2 separate regions of the Sus scrofa genome follow, and region 2 is linked to region 1. The links are chromatin contacts, called in public HiChIP or PLAC-seq maps. All regions are on one chromosome and are shown on one strand. The core of a region is the stretch at or near the end of the contact, and the rest is flanking DNA. Distances in the headings are between cores, read along the strand shown.

Evidence for each region. HiChIP or PLAC-seq counts read pairs in DNA pulled down with a chosen protein or histone mark.
Region 2: a contact with region 1 is called in an H3K27ac HiChIP or PLAC-seq map of skeletal muscle, with 2.7 times the contacts expected there. The contact joins two enhancer-like sites. A contact is called at or near these places in 4 of 47 Hi-C or Micro-C datasets (liver, psoas muscle and skeletal muscle) and 1 of 2 datasets of contacts at active chromatin or transcription factors (skeletal muscle).

Annotation. Positions count from the first base shown.
Region 1 is chr2:41,151,933-41,156,137 of Sscrofa11.1, forward strand. All of the region lies in intron 8 of SERGEF (secretion-regulating guanine nucleotide exchange factor), which reads left to right. Among named protein-coding and RNA genes, the nearest start is that of SERGEF, 40 kb to the left of the region's middle. Within about 2 kb of position 2,834, at least 2 of the 83 cell types and tissues checked have an H3K27ac peak or open chromatin away from gene starts, as enhancers often do. A contact at or near this core is called in skeletal muscle, where this site is marked.
Region 2 is chr2:41,231,176-41,235,085 of Sscrofa11.1, forward strand. All of the region lies in intron 9 of SERGEF (secretion-regulating guanine nucleotide exchange factor), which reads left to right. Among named protein-coding and RNA genes, the nearest start is that of SERGEF, 120 kb to the left of the region's middle. Within about 2 kb of position 2,231, at least 7 of the 83 cell types and tissues checked have an H3K27ac peak or open chromatin away from gene starts, as enhancers often do. A contact at or near this core is called in skeletal muscle, where this site is marked.

The DNA.
Region 1 (4,205 bases), core at 1,584-4,083:
AGAATTTTATATTTAAAAGGACTTGGAAGAGCATCGAGCGGAACTCAGTTATGCTGTAGATATGAGATAATAGAGGCCAGAAAAGGCAAGTGGCCTGCTAAAGACACACAGCATTTTTTGGGGGGGTCTGCCCTAGAGGGTTTAGAAGAAGGCTGCAGACAGAGTGATCAGTTGAGTCCACAGGGTGGACAGTTCCCATGATTGTGCAGGAATCTGAGGGATCTGCCTGTATACACCTTTACACAGCTCCTCTGGCCAGGCGCCAAGAGGCCTGGCGGTAGAGAAGAAAAGCTAGAATTGGACCCGGAGGAGCGGTGTCTGAGCAAGGGGATTCTCATTGCAAACATGCGATGCCACCTGTGTGTCTTCCTCGCCCTCTGTTGCCCTCTGGTGGTCTCCTAATCTAGGATTCTGACTGTGGTGGTGCTTGGAGGCTGGTTTCCTGGAGACTTGCAGTCATCCTTGTGAGCGATGCCCTCCAAGGTCAGGAGATGCCCTGGCCACTGCCAGTTAGTTATTTCCAGTGAATTTCTGCAAGCAGTGCTCACGTGTTCCCATGACCTGTCTCACCATTTCTTGAGGTTTGCAAGGACTCCTGACAGTTTGTTTCTCACCTTCCAGAGGTTTTGTTTTCTTGGCCCTGAGCTGACTTTGTTTTGGGTTCCCAGGGTGCCCACCAGCCCTAAGCATTGTGACAAAGTAGAATTGTGCCCAGGCAGCTGTGCGACCTTGGGCAGGTTCCTCGCTCTCTGTGGGCAGGGAGATCAGCTCTCAGCTGCAGCTGTGTCATCTCTGCTAGAGAGATGAAGTTCTGGCGTTATTTTTGGTTTTTGTGTTTGGCAACGAATACCTATTGATCTGTGGCCCAGAGGAGTGCAGTGCGTGTCCAGCTGAGGCAGAAGCAAGATTTACCCTTGGAAATAGGTGCCTTCGAATAAGGGGCTTGTGAGAGGGCTGGCCAAAGCCAAGTGCAGTGGGGCCTGGAAGGCCACCAGATGGCAGAAGTGGGCAGGCAGATACCAGGGGAGGCCAGTAGGGCCAGCATCCGGAGATAGAATTAGCAAGGTCAGAGCTGAAAGGACCCCCAGAGGTCACACAAGTCCTCCCTCTTTTTATGCAGGGGGAACTCAGGCCCAGAGAGAGAAGGGGGTGCTGCCTAAGGTCTCACCGTGGGTCGATACCTGATTATCTCCTTGCTTGATAGGAGAACGGAGATGGCTTTGGCCTCTAGCTGGCTGCCCCACAGGAAGAGCCAGGAGACAAGGACTTGGGCCCTGGGATGGTGAGCCAGAGGTGGAAAGAGGAGGGGACAGCAGTTAACTGTCTGCCTTGATCCCGATTTCACTGAGCATCTGATCCTAATGATTTCATCTGCAGTAAGGGCAGTGTCCATGGCATTTTCTGTTCCCTTTCTGTCTGCCCAGTTCTCCTCTGGTTCAAGTTCCTCTAATCAGGTTGCGCCATGATGGAATCTTCATCAAAGTCACCTCAGAGCCCCTACACCCAGCAGATGAGCAGGCCCAGGGCCGTGCCAGAGGCACATTATAGTAAGTTGGCACAATTGGTTGAATAAATTTTTTAAAAAAATTTCAAAGGGGGTCAGTGTAGGGCAGGGAACCAGTCTTTGCCAAGCACTTACCATGGACCGGGTGCTGTGCCAGCTGCCACTTACCTCGTCCTCATGATCCTCTGAGGTAGGGGCCATTGCCTCCATAGTCCAAGAGAGGAAATTGAGGCTCGGAGAGGCTGAGTGGCTTGTCTAAAGTAACACAGCTGGTTACGCCAAGCAGACCCCTGGACTATGTTCTGTTTGATGTCAAAGGTTAGACTCATTTCATCTCCTTGTGCCGCCTCCCCGCAAAGCGACTGCCCTGGGAGCGTAGCAGGCACCTCCCAGGCTGCAGGGCAGGGAGAAACAATTCTTTTTTCTCTTTGGAGAAAGCTTATGGTGGGCTGCTGGGGAGAGGAGACCTTTGAAGCAGCAAAGGCAGGTCTTTGTGGAGCAGGTTCCGGAGTGGTGTCTGGTGGTGGGACGCCTTCTGAGAAGAGGTACCTCTCTTCTCTGCGTGGGGACCCCTGCAGTTCCCTGGTTTTTCCCTCTCCCCCTCGCCCCGTGTAGTGACTGCCACACTTCCGTTGCTCTCTGCCCACTGTCACCTCCCTGTCCATCCCATTGAAAATAGCCACCTCCTCCTGTCTCCCACACTCTACTCCCTGCCCTGCTTTACTTTCCACCAGAGCAGTTTTCACTGCCTGAAATCACAGTATCATTATTTGCTTGTTCATTTGTCAATGCTTCCCCCTCACCAGGTGCGAGGGACCTGGTCTGTTTTACCACCCCCTCCCCCACCCCAGGTCTCCCCTAGTGTAGACGAAGGGCTCCATCAGGGTTAGTCGCATGGAGTAGCTGCAGCTTCCTGGCATGGGAGCGATGCATTTTCAGTGGCCATGCTCGGGACACCAGCCTGTGGGCCTGCCCTCTTCCCACCTTCTTGGAGAAGCTCAGTGCAGAGAGCGCTCGCTCCCTGAGGCCGCCAGTGCTGCTTGGTGCCCCAGGGCTGGGAGGCCAGCTTTGCCCCTGCATGGCTGCAAAGCCTTGGGTCCTCGGCTGCTCAATCTGTCCACAGTGGGCAGGGGCACCAGCCATGCTGCGAGCTCACAGGAAGGTTCTGGGAAGGGCTCGGAGGCCCCTGGCACGAGGGCTGAGTTTCCATTCAGAGAGCCCTCCTCCTCTTTCCTGGTGGGGATTGATTTGTTCCAGGAGCTCTCTGAAAGTGAGCATTAAGTGACCGGCCTGTAATTGTGCCATCATTTTTAGGTTCTTGACAGATGGCACTGTGCTTGCCCTTTCTCAAGGGACCTTGCCTGTCTCTCGGGAACTCTCAATAATCGTAGTGACAGCCAGTGCCTTAAAGTGCTCTCGGATATGTGCCAAGATGAAAGCGGCCCATTTTGAGGAATCTTGGATCAGCTTTTTCCTAACCTAAGCTTGACTTTTTACCTTCAGAGGAAGCTTGACGTGGTCCCAAGAGCCCTGAGGAGCCAGGCTCAAGTTCTGATTTGGCGGCTTGTTGGCTGTGTGCTCTTAGGCAAGTCATTTAAGCTCTCTGGGCCTAGATTTCCTCATCAGTTAAGTGAGAATCATAATCTCTATTTTGGCTGCCTCGTGGGGATATATTATGTCACGCACTCATTCACACATTCCTTCCTTCCTGCCTTCACTCTGTTATTCAACAAATATTTGTTGAGTAGGCTGAGGAGGGCGCTCCAGGCAGAAGGCATTCTGGAAACAAAGGCCTAGATGTGGGAAGTGTACCCTAGCCTTGTTAAGTGTTTGCTTAACATGGGGCCAGATAGGGTCAGAAGGGTCTGGAATCCCTCAAGAAGAGCATGGGTCCCTTATTCAGGCTTTGTTCTGAGGAACAGCTGCAGGTCTCCTGAGGGTGATAAATATGAACAAGGGAGGGAAGGCCCTGCCTCAAGGGAGGGTGGCTCTTACGGGCTTTTTCTGCTCAGGGCTCATCTCTGCCACTGGTTTGGAGGTACTCTGGGTTCCCGCGGGGCCCTCTCCCTGAGGTGAGCTGGGTGACCCTTAGAAAGTGCGAGACGGGTGGGGACTGGAGCCACCCGGCCCCCAGGTCTGCCCTCTGGGGCCTGCAGGGAAGGTCACGTGACCTTCCCTCCTGAAGCATTTCTTCTGGGCTTGAAGATGAGCCGCTTCAGGGCTTCCTCACAGATCCCTGAGGAGAAGGAGGCTGTGGGGAAGGGTTCCTCAGATTTACCCAGGACGCACTGTGTGCCAGGCATTTTGCCAGAGCTTTGCAAAAATATCTATTTAATCCTTACACAAAGTTTGCTGAGCGGGGCTCCCTCCCATTTTACGTGTGAGGCAACGAGAGGTTAAGACTCACCCCGCTCCTAGTTACTTGGCCTTACCTTGCACAGTGTGACATCGGGGTCGGCAACGTCATCATGTCAACTCGAGGGGGTTGCGAGGATCGAGTAAGATCCTGGGTGACAAAGCACTTTGTTCCCTGCAGGTGACTGAGCTCCCAAGCAGGACGTCATGGACAGCACTGCTTCCCAGAGACCCACTTGCCATTTGCCTGGGCCTTTCTGCCTGGCTGCTGGAAGGTTCTAACCTCTGGCTCTCCTCTGTGCACCTTCCCCTAGCCAGCCCCTGGGGTCAGGGGCTCCACTCGGCA
Region 2 (3,910 bases), core at 981-3,480, 79 kb after region 1:
GAGCTAGTAAATGGTGGAGTCACCTAACTCCAAACCCTGTTCTCTTTCCATTGTACTCCTGGCTTCTCCAACCAGTATCTTCTCTTTGATCTGCCTAGGCTTGTTCTGGCTTTAACTCCAGGCTTTTTCTGTGATTCCAAACTAAACTATTACTTTCTCTGCTATGTCTTTAACGTTTTAGTCTTGAGAGAATTCCATAGAATCCAGCAGGAAGAAGTTTATTCCTCTCAGACCTTGTGATCTTCCATGACTTCCATGCTGACTGTGGACCTCCATCCATATCCTTTAGCTAGAGCTCCCATTGGTCTCTCCCTTTCTTTTTCCCTCTGTCAAGTTTACCCTTGGTCTGAACTTTGGACCCTTCTTAGTTTCTTGTCTTTTTCCTCCTCATCTTTTCCATATTTCTCAGGGTTCTTCCTGTCAATCTTGCTGCTTTGATAGACTAAAGCCTCCCCCTCCCATCATGTAGGCTTAGTTTCCTCCATGTATTCATTCATTCCCTCACTCATTCATCAGTCATTTCCTGAATGCTAATGTCAAACACTATATTTAGGTACTGAGGGCTCCAAGATGTTAAAACATGGTTGAGGAGACCATGAAGCCTTTACACTTCAATAGGTAAGGTTGTGAAGGCATAAACAAAAGCTTTGTGGGCCCACAGGAGAAGGGACATGGGATCCAGGCTTGGGGGAGGGAGGTGTCTGAGAAGTTCTCTTGGAAGAGATCGTGTCTGCAGTGAGACCTAAGGGATAGGTTGAAGTTGCCTTAGAATGAGTGGTGGTGGTGGTTAGTGGAGTTTTGGGGAGGGCAGAGTGCCAGTCCGAAAGATCTCCTTATGCGAAGACCCAGAGCTTCCTGTTTAGGAAACTGCAAGTGCTTTGGCCTGATTTGGAGCAGAGATTGAGGGTGGTGAGGAGTGGCAATCTGGAGCCAGATTGTACTTAGTTTGTTCAGAAGGTGATGAAGGATCCTGGAAAGATCTTAAGTAGAGGAGTGACTTGTTTAGATAGCATTTGAGAAAGATCACTTTGGTGGCAGGGCAAAGGATGGATTGGGGGAAAGAGACGGAGATAAGAGGTGAGTCAGAAGACTGTGGCAGTGATTGAGGCCTGAATGGACAAAAACTTGAACTAAGGTTAAGGCAGCAATAATGGAGAGAAGTCAATGGATTCAGAATAGACGAGAGGTGGAATTTCCAGGGCTACTAGCTGATTAGCTGTTCACTCTATTGAGAGGTCGTGTGCTCTTTTGTCTCATCCTTACATGTATGTGTCTGCTTTGCTTTCTCCCTCGTGCTGTCTCTGCATGCTGTCAGAAGAGAAACCCGGTGTTTGTTTCTTAGTTGGCTCTGTTTACCCATCCCCTCTTCTTATCCCATTCTCCCTCCTGCAACGTCCTTCTTCTTCTGGTAGACTCACCTTTATCAAGTGTCTGGTCAATGTCCAGGGCATTCTTTATACTTGCATTTGGAGACCTGAGTGACACTTAAGGTCAACCAAGAGGTGTCACTCAATTTCTCTCTAGGTTACCCTCATTCCCCCTCTGCTTTGCTCGTGCCATCCTCTTCCAACAGGGTACCTGGGAGGAGGGGATACCAGGGGACTTTATTTGCTGAGTTACCTCTAAATGAGGAAAAGGCATGTATCCCTCCTGCATTTTTAGAATAGAAAATCTTTAAACACAGGAAAGAACAGGTGACTCCTTCCCTTCAAGAGAAGAGGAAGCCCAGTATGGGCAGATTGAAATGTTCCAGGTTGGTGACATTTGGTACTGTTCCCTCCATGGCTGTGCTGGCCAGTTTAATCTTTTAATAGAGCTTTCATATTAGAAGGGGCCTTGGAGATCATCCAGTTCATCATCCTCATTTGGCAGAAGAGGACTTTGAAGTCTCTAGGGGTCATGAGGTTTGCCCAAGGTCACACTAGGAGCAAAACTGGTACCAGAATCAAGGCCCTGTAGTCCAGTTCTTGTTTCGTTTGCCCCACAGAAGTATATGATTTTTTTTTTTTTCCTCTCACAAGTTTGACAGTCTAGAGAATCAGACTTACAGGCTGTTTTAATGATTGTCTAGTTTGAGAGCCAACACCACCCCCTGCACTTTCCCAAGGGGCCGGAAACAGCTTGTCCAAGGTCACAGGGTGTATGAGGGGTAGAGGGGCCTCCAGACTTGTACCCTAGTGCTCTGGTACTCCTTCCAGCACAAGCCAAGGTCTCAACCAGGACCTAAGACTTGGACAGCTTGGCTCCAAGGGCACAGAACAGAATCATTCTTCAAATGCATCTCAACCACAGTCCATTTCGTAAGAGCTGAAAGACATGATTTCCTTCTTTTTTTCTTTTTTCCTTGAATTTTTTTTCTTTTTACCTTATTTGATAAAAGTGTATGGCTGTGGAAATTACGTCAGTTTAATTAGGCTGCTTGACACAGTACTTTTCCACTGAATTTACTAGGAACTGTGAATTTGTTGTAGCAAACTGCACTGCAGGCTGCAGTATCTGATTGGCATGCCAGGAGCACCACTAGCGAACAGCTAAATAGAGATTGGGGAGAAAACTGGGTCAGGAAACAGGCCTCCTGTACCTACAGCGGCCGCGGAAGGCGGCGCAGAGGCGGCAGGTGGCCACAGCATGGCACTGTCTCCCGGAGCCTAAGCCAGCGAGCGCCCCGCCCCCCAAGCTCTGCGCTGCAGGCTCCCCCCGCCCCAACCCTTTCCTTTGCAGGTGGTTGTTCCTGTGGCCATTTTGCCTTCTGTTTCTCTACAGACCACAAAGCTATGATACCTGGCAGCTTGGGAATGACTTTTTCTTAATGAAAAAGCCGAAGATTGGTTGAGATGGAATCTTCATTAGCCACTGGTATTCCAAACCACTGAGCAAGTCTTTTGGCTTTCCAGAGTGGGGTCTGTCAATGGGCTGAGACTGGGATTGAGACCTTCCTGCATAGGGATTAGGAAAGGCTTCCATGTGCCTCTCTCTCAGTTTCCCTTCCTTTCTCCCCCCAGATATTACTGAATACATTTCTGAAACTTTCAGTGCTGAGTACCTAGGCAGATCAGAGGCTCCTAGATGGGAGGAGTGAGTGATTGTGCCAGAAGGAGACTTCTTGAAGGAGTAGCATTTGAGCTAAGCTGTGAGCAATGAAGTAGGTCAGGTCAGGAAGAAATGAGGGGAGAATGCTGGTGGCCTGGCCCTGCTGGTCTCACGACTGCTTTGTGGAGGCTGGCAACCCATCTGGGGCTAGAATCTGTCTCGGCATGTTGGAGTTGACTGGGACCCTAAGGATCTGTTTTTCTAGGCTCCTTACTTTATAGGTGGGCAGATGAAGGCACAGAGAGGAAGGGGCTGGAAGATAGGCCACCCCGTTGCTATTAGAACCATCCTATGCTCTGTCATGCACTTGTCCTTCTTTCTGATGGGGATCTGAGAACATCCATTCACTCTTCTGCGTTTCACTCCTGTCACTGTCTTTCTGACTCCCATCATGTGAACTCAGAGAGTTCCAGTGGTCTCCAACTATAAATTACCCAGCAGAGAGGGAACCTGATTCTGCTGGCATTGAGTTCCGAGGTCACTCGGGTCCTTGCTGGATAGCCGTATGCCTTTCCTTCCTCAGGCCAAGCCAGATCAGGCCAGGACTGTTTTTTCGATAGAGCTGGTGCCTTCCCAGGAATGCTTGGTAGGAATGGGTCTTGCCTCAGAGCAAGGACTCAAATTCTCACAGTCAGAAAAGCTGAGCATGGCAGGAATCCAGGCCATTGTACCTTTGTGTTATTCTGTGAGAAAATTGGCTTATTTTGGCAGAAAATTGTTTTCAATAAAGTATACTTAAATGTATTAAAATTTGCTTTAAAGACAACTTTTGCTAGACCATTTGAATTCTGTAAAGCATCTCTTTCCCTTTTGAGGAGAA